Linked DNA regions of Arachis hypogaea: all the other regions are linked to region 2. The links are chromatin contacts, called in public Hi-C maps. All regions are on one chromosome and are shown on one strand. Each heading gives the region's core, a stretch centred on a gene start, on an enhancer-like site or on the middle of the called end of the contact. The rest is flanking DNA. Distances are from core to core; before and after follow the strand shown.

Evidence for each region. Hi-C and Micro-C count contacts between places; a contact is called where the count stands out from the background.
Region 1: a Hi-C map of an unstated tissue shows a contact between it and region 2, with 7 times the contacts expected there. The contact joins the promoter of LOC112696940 here to the promoter of LOC112696941 in region 2. A contact is called at or near these places in 2 of 8 Hi-C or Micro-C datasets (leaf and an unstated tissue).
Region 3: a Hi-C map of leaf shows a contact between it and region 2, with 4 times the contacts expected there. The contact joins the promoter of LOC112696942 here to the promoter of LOC112696941 in region 2. A contact is called at or near these places in 3 of 8 Hi-C or Micro-C datasets (all in leaf).

What each region holds. Positions count from the first base shown.
Region 1 is chr6:92,138,634-92,141,776 of arahy.Tifrunner.gnm2.J5K5, forward strand. It overlaps LOC112696940, which reads left to right and starts at 1,481. Exons shown (of 2, transcript XM_025749901.3): 1 at 1,481-2,197; 2 at 2,862-3,143. The coding sequence starts at 1,765. The coding sequence ends at 2,151.
Region 2 is chr6:92,318,435-92,321,342 of arahy.Tifrunner.gnm2.J5K5, forward strand. It overlaps LOC112696941 (protein VAPYRIN), which reads left to right and starts at 1,394. Exons shown (of 3, transcript XM_025749902.3): 1 at 1,394-2,330. The coding sequence starts at 1,541.
Region 3 is chr6:92,466,994-92,469,804 of arahy.Tifrunner.gnm2.J5K5, forward strand. LOC112696942 (5-methyltetrahydropteroyltriglutamate--homocysteine methyltransferase) reads left to right here and starts at 1,376. Exons shown (of 12, transcript XM_025749903.3): 1 at 1,376-1,725; 2 at 2,655-2,811. The coding sequence starts at 2,659.

The DNA of each region.
Region 1 (3,143 bases), core at 231-2,730, 180 kb before region 2:
CTCTCCTAGGCCGTTGGTTGTTCTGGTCTTCTCGAGTTGGCGGTCATCTTCTTGTGCTTGCTATCTGTCAAGGGTTGGTTGGTGGTGCACTGCGCTGGTTATCCTGGCCTCCTGTGATTTGGTGGGGGGTCGTCGTTTCGTAGCTCATGTGTTGTATTTGGTGGGTCTGGTTTGTGGTGATGGCTCAAGAACCATTTCTGAATTCTTTTGTCATGTTACTAAGACCTGACAAGTCCCTACAGACGGCGTCAATGTACAAAATGTCACTAGTACGGGTTGTAGGATGGATCAGGGACTTGCTGGTCGAGGTGATGATGCAGTTAAATCATCTTCGGAGCGGCGGGGATAGTACTTGCAAAAACATTATGATGTTCAAGTCAGAATCGATCTGAAAGGTATAGGTGAGAATTAAGAATCAGTGTCGTATTTGAATGAGCTTTTGGTCCCCTTTTTATAATCGAAATTTGTTATCTTATCTTATTAGTCTAAGATAAAAAGAATATTTTATTTTAAATGTTGATTAGGAATTATTGGACCAATTTAGATTGTGAGAGAGACCCGGATAGCCGGGTTGGGGACTACTCCGATCCGATGAGGGATCCACGAATCGAGCCCATAAAATTTCTATATTTAACCATTAAAATTAGTATATCAATGTTCCGTCATATGGATACCAGTATTCTTCGTAAGTTACATACTTACATGCAATACTTTGTCAATTTGTCCGGTCAAATAGACCTAACTCTTTGGACACATATTGTTATGGCATAATAATACATGGCAAAATAATGTTAGCTTAATTGTGTCTTTCCGATACTACTATATGTCTATATTAATAGATGGATGCCGTGCTTCTCTAAAATACACCAATTCAGGTTCCAAATGCCCTACTTTTTAACAACTGAACTGTCTATCTCAACGTTAATCACCTGACACTTGTTTGCTTTATGAGAGATTCTGTAGCCTAATATTCTCCTAATCAATTCGGAATTCGTGATTCAATTCATTATCCCTCCAGTTGTATAGAGAAAAGAAAAATATATAATAAGTAGTTCTAGATAATAATATTAAAAGTATATATTAAATTTTAGATAATATTAATACCACACAGTTTATACAATTGATTATATAAAAATATATCAAAATTCAAAACAATTTATATGCGGAGGACGTGTCACCACATCACATGTAGTCTAAATTCATCATAATGGTAAGAAAGCTACATTTTTATCTAAAGAAAAATGAGATCAAATAATACATATATATATATATATATATATATATATATATATATATATATATAGTTAAAACTATTGTTTTGATTTTAAAAATTTTAAATAATTTAATCACTTAATTATATTATCTTTAAAAATAAAGACAAATTTATTATTTTATATTTTTATTTAATATTTAATCAACAATTATTTAATAAGATAGTAGATAAACAAAGCTAATATAAGAAAACACTTTAAGAAAAGTATACAAAGAAATTAATTCTCAATTTTTTTTCTTTTATAAGCATTAGTGGCAGGACACTATACTATTATTAGCATATACGTACACGTAGACACTCGAGATATTTCCTCGTAAATCAAGTGGTCCACATTTATCCGATTATCCACTAAATTAATAACAGTACTTCAACTTTCTCTGCCTATAAATACGATCCATTCCTTCACCAAACAACAGATCAAAACACAGTGTGTGTCACAAAGAAAGAAACAAAAACTTGATCAGAGAAGAGAAAAGAGAAAAACAAACAAGATGTCAGGAATCATGCACAAGATCGAGGAGACCCTCCACATGGGAGGGAACAAGAAAGATCAGGAGCACAAGGGAGAGAGCCATGGCAGCGATCAGTACAAGCAGGGAGAGCACCACCAACAGCAGCAGCACTACGGTGGTGGTGGTGTTGGTGTTGGTGGAGAGCACCATGGTAGTGGAGGAGTGTACGGAGGAGAACATGGCCACGTGCAAGAGCACCACCCAGGTGAGCAGCAACACAAGGAGGGTCTTGTAGACAAGATCAAGGATAAGATCCACGGCGGCGACGGTGCCGAGGGTGAGAAGAAGAAGAAGAAGGATAAGAAGAAGGGCGAACATGGCCACGACCATGGCCATGACAGCAGCAGCAGCAGCGACAGTGATTAGATCTTCTCCGCCATTACTGCTTGCTGCACCTTTCTTCTATGTCAAGGTAATTAAGCTCTCTTATTTTATTTCTATTATTATTTTTTAAAAAAAATACTGGATAAATAAATTATTTTTATAATTAAATTTAATTAAGATTTTTTTGTTATGCGTGTCTTTCTTTTTTTATCTGAATTTTATTTTGTTAATAAATTATTAGATTAATTTTGTTGAATTTAGTTCTTGAAGATTAATTTTTCTGATCAATAATTAATTAACTTTTTCTTTGATTTGTATTTTTATTTTATTTTATTTATTACTTTATTATTTAATTGCTGGTGAAAAAAGATTAGTTTTTTTAAATTTAATTTTATAATTACAACTTTAAAAAAAAAAGCAGTAGTACAGGCCAAGACACAAGTTTCATGCCTTTAAAAAGAGCCGCTTTTGATAAAATATAAAAATGTTTACCGACTTCTTTCACCAAAATTCCTGTAGCTCTGAAGTTACAAGGGGATAACCGCCGGATAACTTCGTTCAAGTTATTATTACAAAACTTTCTTTCCATTTAATCTTTATACAATATATTAAAAGTTTTAAACAGTCACACAATATGAATGGACTTTGTTGTCTTCTGTTCTAACACGTAACAGTTTTGATTTTAACACGGGATTGGATCGTATAACAATTTAATTTTTGACGCATTTTCCCTTTCTTTGTGGCTGTTTCAGGTGCATGGGGTCATAGTTGTGACTTGTGAGGGGCTCGGTTTTACACTTTCATTCTTGTGTGAACCAAAAAAAAAAACTCATAATTAGTTTATTACAATTACCTATATATGTGAGTGAAGGGAGAGCAAAAAAAAAAAAAAACGGACAGAAATTGTGTTTTTTCTACTTTTCCTGTTGGTAATGCGAGTGTTGTAGCATATAATGTACCTCTTAGTCTCAGATTGTAAAAGCCCCCCTCTTGTGGTTTTCTTTGGTTGTGTTGTCATGTATTATTATGAAATA
Region 2 (2,908 bases), core at 144-2,643:
TAATAGTTAAGGATAATTTGGTAAAAAAAATATAATTGAAGTAGAAAATGACGATTTTATAACGTTTTGTAACGTCGAAAATGATTTTAATAACAAAAAAAGATCGAAGACGATTTTAATTTTTTCCCCAAATATTAAAGGACGAAAAAATAAGAAGACAATAATAATACATCAATTTTATATTTTCTAATTCAACGCATAAAAAAAATATTAGAAAAATAACATAAAAAATATCTTTTCAAGCAAATCTTTCAGGTCTCTTTTATACCTTCGGCATAGCTATTAGCACTAATTAAATATTAGATAAATTATTTTTTCCTTCTTTTATGTCTTGGTTACATATTTTTTTGTTAATTACGTGCAAATGAAAGATATAAATATAGATGGGCTTGGCAGTTGGCACTAATCAACTTACTAAAATCATCAAGTATCTAGCTAAAAATTAACCAACTAAAATACTTACATATAAATTAATTTTCACATTATTTAAAAAATATGTATGTATTTAAGCAACTATTCAATAATTTCAATATTATGTGCTTTTATCCAACACAGTCTAGAACTGGCCAACTTTATTTGGCACAACAAAATGCAAAGGGAACTAAGCCAACGACTAGAATTGATATGTCTCGAGTATAGATAATGACGCTCTGGTCCCATATCAATCAACGATGGTGTGGTTTTGCAAAATTCCAAATATCTACAACGGGTGATCATATGGTTTAACCTTAGGCTACTTGCTTTGTCCATGAGTCCGTCATATAAAATAGACATAATCAACTATTGCTACAAGTAGAAAGCAACATTACAGTACTAAATTATTTAAAAGATGTCACTATGGTTGGCCAGTCAAACCAATGTACCCCCAAATCTCTTCCTTGGCCACTAGGACTTCGTATAAAAATTTGTGCTGTTTTTCCAAATGGCAAACCAGGCCACCTTGAACTGATTTCCCAAAATCATATATAAAGATATATATAATCTAATTCTCAGTGTGACTTTCCCATAAACATATAGAAAATAAGGAAAGAAGAAAGAAAAATGCATCACCGAGTGTCATGATTCTTTAAAATTAAGAAATATAATATATATTGTAAATAAAAAGTGTGGAATAGTATGTCAACTTGCAGCTATATACTAAGTAACTATTATAAATAAGACATTTCATTTAAATGAGATCTACTTGCATCCAATAAAATAAAGTGTAGATCGTCATTATATCTCATACATTATATTAAACATAACAAAACCCTTTAAACAAAAGCAATTTGACAACAACATTGGCCCTTCACAGTGATCGTGATGTGCAAAAGAACAACACAAAAATAGGCGACAAACCCCCTCTTTATTTTATACAACTCTGTTTTCACTTAGTTATCAAGTTCAAACACCGACCGAATAGATAGAACAAGTCACCATTGTTTTCTACATCCCACAATCTTAGAAGAGCCGGCCCATATAACCATCCATTGCCTTTCTCACCTTAAAATTGAAGCACACAACCATCAAATCTTCTTCTTCGGTTCCTTAAAACAGAACCATGGACAGGCTCATAAAATTAGACCCATCAAACACAATCTCAATAAGAATTGAACCAAATCAAAAGTGCCATGGTCATGTCACCCTATGCAACGTCATGCACACCATGCCAGTGGCTTTCAACCTCCAACCACAAATAAAATGTCGCTACACAGTGAAGCCACATTCAGGAATCATATCTCCATTATCTACACTCACCGTGGAAATATCCTACAATCTCCCACAAGGATCGACGCTGCCGGACTCTTTCCCTCGCTCCAAAGACACTTTCCTCCTCCACAGTTGTGTGGTCCCTGGCGCAGCCATCAATGAACCTTCCTCCATGGTTGATTGTGTCCCAAGCGAGTGGTTCTCGGCGAAAAAGAAGCAAGTCTTCGTGGATACCGGCATCAAGATCGTGTTTCTTGGATCCACAATTCTGGTTAAGCTCATTGGAGATGATCATGGTTCCATGGATGACATAAGAGAAGTTCTAGAACGGAGCGATCCCTCGTGGAAAGCGGTTGATTCGATCGACTCGAACGGCGAAACGTTGCTCCATTTGGCGATTTCGCGGAAGAGAGCGGATGTTGTTCAGTTGCTACTAGAATTTGAGGCTAACTTAGAGGCGCGAAACGGTTCTGGATCAACGCCACTAGAGGCTGCAGCATCTTCAGGTGCAGCCTTAATAGCTGAGCTTCTATTAGCTCACAAGGCCAACATAGAAAGACAAGAAACTTCGACATTTGGACCCATCCACGTCGCTGCTAAACAAGGACACTGCGAAGTTTTGAGGCTCTTGTTACTCAAAGGTGAAGATCGTGTTTCACAGATAATGTTTAAATTTCTTATTTTAAAGTTTAAACTGCTAAATACGTGTGTTCACCAGTCGTGTTTGTCCAAGGTAAGAACGGAAGTAATTGAATTATAGTTGATTTGGATTTATGTGTATTTTTTTTTGTTTTATCCTAACCAAACCAAATCCATTAAGAATGGATTGATTTAGTTTGAGTAATTGAATATCTTATAAAACAAAAATTTATAAAAAAAATTAAAAAGAAAATTTTAAAGCCGAAAAGGTTAGTTTTTTCAAATTTTAAAGCTGCAAAACAAATAATAAAATGATGAATGGAAAAAATCAAAGGGTTTAGGGTGTGAGTGGGGTTGGGAGGCTGTAATAAATTGAGTTAGATTAATAATCAGTAAAAATTATATATATATTTTTAAATTTATATATTTTTAATTTAATTAATAAAGGTTTATAGATTAGTTCGAGTTTCGCACCTTTAAAACTATTACTCAAATCAATTAATAGAGTGTGTCATTGGTTCGGTTCAAATTGTATTCAATTATCTATTGAATTTAAAACCAATAATTTAATTGATTCTTT
Region 3 (2,811 bases), core at 126-2,625, 150 kb after region 2:
CATCGACAATCGTGGTGGGCTCTACATCATCATCATGATCATCATCCTGCAGTACATCTTCTATACTATTTGGTGCTCCACCTTGTCGGGAATCCAGTACCACATCAGGAGTAGCAGTCATTGCAATCGCAATATCACCGAAGGGTCCAATATTATCTATTTCTCCGTCACGAGTACAGTTTAGATTAGTAGCGAAGGATGGGGAGGCAACCAAAACTGCCTCAGGCTCAATCACGGGCACAAATGAAGAGGCACTAACATGCATCGAACTAAAGCAGGCTACCGTGGATGAAAGCTGAGGATTCTAGTTTGAACTTCCTGAATTAGAGACCACATCTACAAACTTAGCCAATAGCTCAGGGATCCTCACCTCGAAAATTTGCTGACGACAATAGAACAGAACTTGCAAATCTTTGTCGCTGCCTATGACGAAGGAATTACACTTCACATCATCTTACAACAGGAAAATCAGAATTTTATAGAATAACTTCTCCACCCGTTTCACGCCTTGCATCTCTAGTTTTTGGATTATAGTATTTCGAAACTCGATGAAACTCGTTGAAGTTTTGAGGAAAACACTAAGCGGATACTTATCAGTAAATTTAATTTTGGAATGCGTTTTTTTTAATCAATCCTCTATAGTGCACCAAAACTAAAAAACTATCCTCACTAACTATTGTGACTTACACTATCATCAGGATTTCATGTTCACCTTCTATTTATATACGTTGGTTTCATACTAAATCGAATTTGTCAAATTCAATTTATACATATAGGTCAATGCATAATAAATCGACAATGGTCGATTCGATTTACCATGTAAATCAAATCTGTATAGTTCGTTTTATTCTTGCACCATGTAAATCGAATAGGTTTGATTCGATTTACTGTGAGTTTTCCTAATTCGAGTATGTTCCATTCGATTTACAGTGAAAATAACATTTCTATGTAAATCGAATCACCTCATTTCGATTTATTATTTCGATTTACTATTGTAATCGTAATTATATAATAATACATATGGAGATATTTACGTAAGATTTTTGACTTTGGATCATCTATATAATATTTGAATGACTTTGATTTATTTAAATATTTTATCCTTATTAAATTTTGAAAAAACTTAAAAAGTATTTTCTAGTACTATTTTTTTCTGGATTATTTATGTATTAAGAGTACGATAGAAGTAACTATTCTTTCCTATATTTTGTAGTAAACATAAATTTATTTTTGTGGTAAAAAATTTTTTAAGTAGGATATTGATTTTGGATGGTGTAATATTTTCTTAATTTTTACCTGGGAAACAAAAAAATATGGATGCCGCGTATTAGTTGATCCACGTGTCTATCACCTGCAATTTTGATCCCAGCAGAGTGCAGCATGTAAATTATCCCCCATAAGTGTTCCAACCACAAAAAATATCTTTAAATTTTCTATTCAAGAAAATCCATTTCCAAATCCTTCACATTGCGTTAATTAATTTCATAAACCAAAAAGTAAAAACAACTAAAAAAATAATTATAAATATTACTAATTTTCCATTTTCTTATAAAAGAAAAAGAAAATACGGGGTAAGTGAATCTCAGATCTGGGTGGTGGCTATAAATAAGGCGAAACCCGCTCTCACAAAACTCGCACTCTGTTCTCTGCTTCAATTCACGCTCTCTCATTTCAGAGTTGAAGCTACACAGAGAACTGGTCTCTTATCTTAACGCTACCCGAAAGGTATGAGACCCATTCTTTCTCTCTCTCTCTCTCACTCTCTCACACTACCGTTACTCTGTTTCTGCCATTTTTCTTACACTTTCCTTCTCTAACTGCTATGCAACCGCTGCTCTCATTTTCTGTAACCGCTATTACTCTCTCTCTTTCTCAACGCTTTCACTTCCTTCTCACTAGAGATCTACGTCAAACATAACTTCCGATTCCGGTGTTTGCTTAAGCTTTTAGATCTGCACTGTTTACTTGCTCTAGTGCTTAGATCTAGTGAATCGGAACTTTGATTTCTTGAATTCGAAGTGTTTGAAACGGATCGAAGTATTTTCTTCGTGAATTTTGCTTCTAGTTCATACGAGATCGTGCTTCTTTCTTAGTGTATAGATTCCGAAGTTGCTCACTGTGTTTTGCTCTAATTAGTTTGACTTGAAGTTGCTTCTCTGCTCGTTTAGCTTATAGAAATAATATTTAAACGTGAATTTTACTACATAGGTGTTTAGTAAATCGAACTCACCAATATTCTTATGATCAGTGTTATTTTTAGGAGCTTTAATTCGCTAGAATGATTTGATTTTCAAGTTATTTATCGTTTTATTTATTTATGAAGTTGATTTTAATTATAAGCCGTTTTGAACATGACATGCAATAATAACAACCAATAACTAAGATTTGTTCTATTAGGAGCAGTCAGCTTCGTGGATTTGACGTACTTTATAGTGTTCCGTTATAAATTATGTTTACAGATAAATAATTCAAACAATTAAAATCTAAATCTATTTGTATTAGAACTTAAAACATATTATTCATGAAATGCTATAGCTAAATCTATATCTAAATCATGGTAAAAATGCTATGACTTACTTTAAACATACTCTAGTAGTCTAGTTTTAGATGCATTGAGAATTGATTTGTTATTTGTTGTGGTTTTTGGAACACAGAACAATGGCTTCGCATATTGTTGGATACCCTCGCATGGGCCCCAAGAGAGAGCTCAAGTTCGCTCTTGAGTCCTTCTGGGATGGCAAGAGCAGCGCCGAGGATTTGAAGAAGGTTGCTGCTGATCTCAGGGCATCCATCTGGAAACAGATGGCAGAT